2 separate regions of the Rattus norvegicus genome follow, and region 2 is linked to region 1. Evidence: chromatin contacts called from public Hi-C data. All regions are on one chromosome and are shown on one strand. The core of a region is the stretch at or near the end of the contact, and the rest is flanking DNA. Distances in the headings are between cores, read along the strand shown.

Evidence for each region. Hi-C and Micro-C count contacts between places; a contact is called where the count stands out from the background.
Region 2: a Hi-C map of the A7r5 cell line shows a contact between it and region 1, with 2.1 times the contacts expected there. The contact joins two enhancer-like sites. A contact is called at or near these places in 3 of 12 Hi-C or Micro-C datasets (the A7r5 cell line, the Rat2 cell line and Schwann cells).

The regions. Positions count from the first base shown.
Region 1 is chr6:146,434,679-146,438,255 of GRCr8, forward strand. The region is part of intron 2 of LOC134479498 (a long non-coding RNA gene); the gene reads right to left. Among named protein-coding and RNA genes, the nearest start is that of Itgb8, 85 kb to the left of the region's middle. Within about 2 kb of position 1,708, at least 14 of the 93 cell types and tissues checked have an H3K27ac peak or open chromatin away from gene starts, as enhancers often do. A contact at or near this core is called in the A7r5 cell line, where this site is marked.
Region 2 is chr6:146,539,213-146,542,666 of GRCr8, forward strand. It overlaps a transcript of Macc1 not described here. Among named protein-coding and RNA genes, the nearest start is that of Macc1, 14 kb to the right of the region's middle. Within about 2 kb of position 1,324, at least 2 of the 93 cell types and tissues checked have an H3K27ac peak or open chromatin away from gene starts, as enhancers often do. A contact at or near this core is called in the A7r5 cell line, where this site is marked.

The DNA of each region.
Region 1 (3,577 bases), core at 458-2,957:
GAACTGAGGAATATACTGTGGGACTCACTGTGACATACTATAGCTTCCATGTTGAGATGTTTTCTATGTGAGTGTGTGTGTGTGTGTGTGTGTGTGTGTGTGTGTGTGTGTGTGTGTGTGTGCTGTTTTGTTGGGAGGTTGCAAAGGCAAAGGGCGGCTATGAGGGGATAGAAAGATGAGTTGGGGGACTGGAGTGCATGAAGTGAAACTCAAAGAATCAATAGAAGGTTAAAAAAAATAGAGCAGATTTTTACTCTACCCGTGACACTCTTTTGGTGGAACCTAAGTTTTTATTTGCAAGTTATCAATTAGAGGTTGCTTCTGGGATAGGCATGGGGGCATGTATTCACTTCTTTCAGCGCTTGGGTCCCACCTCTATGGTCCTGTGTATGCATCCTCAGTCTTGTGAGTTTGTGTGCTCATCACCGTGTTGATATAGAGGACCTTGTTTTCTTGGTGTTCTCCATGCCCTCTGGCTCTAATAATCTTTCTGCCTCCTCTTCTACCAGGTTCCTTGAGCCCTGAGGGGCAAGATTTGATGGGAGACATCCCACTTAGAGGTGAGTGTCCCAAGGTCTCTCTCTGCATAATTTCTGGCTGTGGATCTTTGTATTTGCTCCCATCATTCACAGGAGAAAGCTTCTCTGATGATGGCTGAGCAAGGCAATACTCTGCTTCCCTGGTCAGAGCATAGTGTCATTTATTATAGGACCTTATAAACATTTATTGTGGACGTTTTTCTCAGGAAATATGTTGGGTGTGGATAATGACACACGTGTATTTGTCCAATAAACTCACTTTCTGACAAAAGAATCATATTTTGGAACCTTTGGATAATTCTTTGAGATACTCAATTTAGTGTATTATAGCTGTGACAGAGGCCTATGTCATGTAGTCAATATTCTAATTGTGTCTTGGGTAGCATTCAACACCTCCTTGAGCTCGATTCTGCTTCCAGCCTGTAAATGAAAATAACCAAATGTGACCTCTGTCATCCTCTCAAGGGTACTATAAGGCTTAATAAAATGAGTAGCAAACCTAAAAGAGAATGGTATCTTCTTTTCTGTTGGATTTCCGAAGAGAAGAAACTCCATAGCAGCCTTTCTCCTTTCACCTTTCAAATCACCCAAAATACCAAATCAGATAGAATCTGAGCCTACTTCACTGACTGATGTGTTTTAAAGTGAACTTGAAGGCCAGAAGGCAGGTGCACAAGCCCACCTGGAAGGCAAAAGCCAGAAGGAGATCAGTACCAGTAAGGGTCATCCCTCTGGCCACTTCTTTCTAACCCTCCTGTTGTTTTCAACTTCAGTTCCTTTCAGAGATTGTCTGAGGACTGAAGCAAGGGGTCACCTTGAGGAACATTCTCCTGAAAGGAAAGAGCTTCTCTCCCTGGGCCTCTCACATCCTGCTGAGCCACTTTCTCTGAAGAGGCAGCTTTTCTATTATAAGCTTGTCTATTCACCAGTCAAGGATTGAAGTACTGCTAAATTGAGTAGGAGTCAGACGCCACTAAATCCCCAGTAATGACAACTAAGCACAGAGTGTAAAGAATAAGGTTAGAACTGAAAGTACAGCACTTATTGGAATGGTGTGGGGAGGTGGGGGCATTTTTCTCAACCCTCCACATGAGGATTTTGAAGCACTGCCATGAGCTTGCTTCAGTCACACATTGAGGGCATTTTTCATGTCAGCAATGAGGCCCATTGTAGCTCTGTTGGCAACTGGAAGTCTTTATCTCCATGCCTTTAAAAATGGAGCTAGTGATTCATCCCTTGCAGAGCTGTGAAAACTAAGAGGGTAAAGAAGATTAAAATAGGGTCATGCAGTGACATTCCTTTTAGATTCCGCAGAGGTTATCAGATAAAATACTTCTGCTACAACTCTTGTCACAGCTCTGAAATTAAATAGCTCTTTAACAAAAGAAAAATAGACTTCTGATCCTTTCAGGTTTTGCCTGGAAATTTGTAGTATTTCTTTGGTGACTAGTGTATTCTTTTTTTATAGAGTTAAAACTAATCTCATACGCTTATTGTACTCATTCTTGTAGTATGAGCTTTCCTTTTAGTGTACTGCATTTAGCAGTACATCTTTTATTCAAGTTTTTATATTAATATTTATTTATTATTTCATTGTAGTATTGTCCAATTAAACTGTGGTTTTACAAATGACAAAGTCACATGTTTTACATGGAATGAAGGCTACATCTTTGGCCTCCAGAATCCTGCCATTCACTTGCTATGCGGAGGATCTTCAAGAGGTTACAAGTTACGTTTTATTTTTGTTCTCTCCTTGTATGTTGAGTCTATCCAGTGTGTGTACTTCTTTGGGAAGAGACATGCACCACAAAGTGGTAAATCTGAGACAGGGAGACATGAAGAGATTGGAGACAATGAACCAACCAATCTATCTTATTTCCAACCACCCTGTTTCTAATTCTCTGGACTACTTTGGTCAGTAGCATGCATTGCTTCGCAGCAAAGGTAGGAACTTAGAATATTGACTTTGAATCTAAAAATTGATCCCCCACCTCCTGTAGTCAGAAGCCCCTTTAAACAAAGAAAATGTTTGGCTTGACTGAGAACTGGATATGTCCTCATAGCTCCATAATCAAGCATCGAACTTGAAGATCAGGTAATTCATCAGTGGAGCCATGGGAAAACACAGAATGAAGGCAAGGGTCTTCTCAGAACCTGCAGGAAGAGGAAAGCCCAGCCCATCATAAATTAATAGAGTACAGAAAGAGAAAAGTATCTATGCATGATCCACCAGAATAAAAATAAATAAATCAAAGACTTTATAATTCTAAGTCCTCGAGCCTGTTTCTTTCTTTCCTGGGTAGAAACTAGAAAAATGACAAGTTTCAGTAAGAGTCCCCACACCTCTGGAATGCCAGGTGATAAATGATGCATGAGATATAAGTTTAGGGACATAACCGTCAAATCTTATCAGAGGTAAAGGAATGAATTCTGGGAACTAAGCAAGACAATCTCAACTCATCCCCTCTTCATGTGGTCCCATATGTATAGAAGCTACAATGGCAGAGGCTATTACAGCAAACATAATGGGGTAGATCATCTGGAAACATGTGTCCCATTCCCAGGTCTGAGGACTTGACAGTTTCTTTCTGCATATAGATACTGTAGATAAGCACCAGAAGTTTCAAGTAATGAGAAAAGTGTAGTGTAATATTAAAATATATATATGTCCTATCTTTCACAGAAAGAAGTAATTGTGGAATAGACAGAAGCAGACATTAGCTATGAAACCATACTAGCATTGCTGATATCTTTAATATATATACACACTGAATACATATGTGTCACACAAGGAAAGAGATCCATGAAGTCTGACTCTTTTAAAGATAAAGATTCTTTGAAAAAAATAAACTTTTTTAGTACATGTTGGGAGCACAGCATCAATGTCCTCGTGCCTACAGACCTCCAGAAAAACCAAGAATGTCAAGCACACAGGATTGTCTTTCAATGGGAAAAATGTAAAACCTGTTCTTGAGAGAAATGACACATACCCTGAGTCAAGTTTTGATGTAATTATGCTTCTCTGCAAGTGTATAAAT
Region 2 (3,454 bases), core at 74-2,573, 100 kb after region 1:
TTGTTTTTAATTATGGGTATTCATATATGTATGTATGTAGGTATGCGTGCATGTATGTATATATGTATGTCTGGATGTACCTATCTCCACCAGACTGTAGATGCCAGCAAAGGCCAGAGGTGTTTAGTCCTCTGGAGCCAGTATTAGAGGTAGTTGTGAACTTCCTAAAATAGGTAATGAGAATTAAACTTAGATCTTCTGAAGGAGCTTTACATCTCTCCAAACAATAGATCTTCCTTTTGGACAAAAATAATATTTTTTAGTAATTTCTTATACCACTATTTATTTGCTAACCTTGTTTTTGTTGATGATATAAAAATTACATAACCTTCTAAAATGTCTTTCTCCCACATGAGTTCTATCAGGTAGTTTCACTGTCTTTCTTTTTTTTTTTTTTCTTTATTAACTTGAGTATTTCTTATTTACATTTCAAATGTTATTCCCTTTCCCGGTTTCCGGGCCAAATCCCCCTAACCCCTCCCCCTCCCCTTCTATATCAGTGTTCCCCTCCCCATCCTCCCCCCATTACTGCCCTCCCCCCAACAGTCTAGTTCACTGGGGGTTCAGTCTTAGCAGGACCAAGGGCTTCCCCTTCCACTGGTGCTCTTACTAGGATATTCATTGCTACCTATGAGGTCAGAGTCCAGGGTCAGTCCATGTATAGTCTTTAGGTAGTGGCTTAGTCCCTGGAAGCTCTGGTTGCTTGGCATTGTTGTACATATGAGGTCTCAAGCCCCTTCAGCTTTTTCAGTCCTTTCTCTGATTCCTTCAACGGGGGTCCCTTACTCAGTTCAGTGGTTTGCTGCTGGCATTCTCCTCTGTATTTTGCTGTATTCTGGCTGTGTCTCTCAGGAGAGATCTACATCAGGCTCCTGTTGGTCTGCACTTCTTTGCTTCATCCATCTTGTCTAATTGGATGGCTGTATATGTATGGGCCACATGTGGGGCAGGCTCTGAATGGGTGTTCCTTCTGCCTCTGTTCTAATCTTTGCCTCCCTATTCCCTGCCAAGTGTATTCTTGTTCCCCTTTTAAAGAAGGAGAGTTTCACTGTCTTTTAACTTAAAATATTTGGAATGATTTCCTTATATTTCTTCCTTGAAGCGAGTTCTGTTCATTTTAGATAGGAGAGGCCTCACCATGATTATTACAGATCTAGCTCTCTGGCAAGTCCCGTTTAATAGTCTTCTATGTTTTGACATACATTGCAAGTGTGCATTATTTACTTTGAACCATTCCATCAATGTTGCTAAGAGCTTACTTCATGAGTCCTGGCGAGCATTAGGATCCAAAGCTGACTCAGGCACTCCCTGCTTGCAGAAGTCACACTGCTGTGCTCAGCCCGTGCTTCTTTTTCCTTCACCTGATCACATGTCCAATTCCTCGAGTCTGTCAGTTTCTAAAATTCGCCTGTTATTAAAAGGGAGTAATTATCCATTTTACACATGTTCAGGTGACACAATTACTCTTCAAAAAATAATAGAGTTCATTTAGCCCCACATTCAGGGCTATTTTCTATTTTCAACTAAACCGAAAGTGCTAATCTCAGCTGTCCTCGTCAGTCCTGAAGCAAGCTAACAGCAGCGTCTCTTGTATGACCTGAATGATGGGCTACGATGGCATGTTAGGATGAATCAGATCGCCTGTGTGTCAGAGGCCTGTGAAATGAGTAATGGTGGGTAAATATGAGTAGCTCATCTCAGTCTTTATCATCAATTTACTTTGGTGCTGAACTATAAAATTCCACCTGAACCACAAGAAATAATTTTACCTAATTATTTTTGTGAACTAAGGTTTTATGAAAAAAACCACACTTTATATTTCTGTCTAGATTTTATATTTCTAAGTCTGAGAGAAAACAAGGAGATACTGGATCTCAAAATACCATTCTTAAGGACAAAGTAATTGTCTCTAAAGCTTAGAGCAGAAATCATGTGCATCTTGGCGGATGCTCATGTCATACAGGAATCAAGATTCTCCTTTACAATATTTAAATGCTATGTCTATAACATGCTCCCAATAGGTCTCTTGGCCAGCGAACTATTGTCTTGAAAGAATATCCATTTGAACTGCCATTTATTTTATATACCCAGCAATGTGCTTATGTAAGACAAAACAAATAAAACAGCCATATTCTCAGCACCTCATATTATGATTTAGTGCTCTTATTATTCTTTGTGTAACAGGACCTCCACAGATGTGTGTGTGTGTGTGTGTGTGTGAGAGAGAGAGAGAGAGAGAGAGAGAGAGAGAGAGAGAGAGAGAGAGAGAGAGACAGACAGGCAGGCAGAGGGAGTGTGTGTGTGAGCGTGTGTGTGTGAGCGTGTGTGTGTGTGTGTGTGTGTGTGTGTGTGTGTGTGTGTGTGTGTGGTTTTTTAGCCTTCTGTAAATTTTTAAGCTCCAAATTTGATTTTCATGCAGAGGAATGGTTGAGAGTCAGTGTTTTATACAATGGTATCCAGAGAGGCCAGGGAGCAAGCAAGAATGGTGTAGAACCTTAGCACTGCTCTCTAGAAACACCCTGAGCAGGCACCAGGTGGTGCTGTGCACAAAACTCTAGCCATCCCTCCAGTAGCCTCTGATGGTGCCTGACTACCAGCTCCACAGAATAGCAAAGGATCTCAGCAGAGAACAATGTTCCTTTGCCTTGAAGTGAAAATTGTATGGACAGATGGATGCTCCCGCTTACAAAAGCTCATAATGGCTTTGGGCTGCTTAGTAACTTCAAGTTTTAAGTTGATTTTATGAAAGAGAAATATTGAGGATGATTATGATGATTGAGTTCTGAGGATTTCCTTTGCATTTGCTTTTCCATTTCTCTTATAAATATATTTAATTTAGTTATAATTTATACACTTGTATATTTTAAAATACATTATGTTTAACTGGGTATACACAAAATTTTGATCTGAGAGTATGTTTCTGTGGCTTCTGGGACTCTGATTAATTTCATACATTAACAATGGAGCAAGAATAGGCTGAAAGCCATTAAATTTTATTGTAAAAGTACTGATAAATTCTAATTATAACAATATTTTAAATTACCCTTTCCAAGGAGATGCAAGAGCTGCAGTCAGATTGAACAATAGATTTAACAATCTACACAGTGTTTCTCCTTATTTCTACTTTCTGGTGTTTTTTCACAGCAGTAGGGATAGGACTCTGAGCCTTTATCATGTCAGTAAGCACTTTACCTCTGAGCTACTGTTCAGGCTCCTACTTTCCAATGCTCTTTAAATACAATGTTTCTAACCTCTTATCATTCTTGTTTAAAACCATCACATTTAAGGCCAGGTATGGTGGTACTTACCTGAAATTCTAAGACTTGGGTGACAGAGGCAGGAGTACTAGGAGTTAAAGGTCATCCTTTTCTACAGGCAAATTTCAGACCTGCCTGGATTGCAGGACTCCTAACACAATTAGAATTGGCACAGATGTGCTAAAAATAAAAAGAAA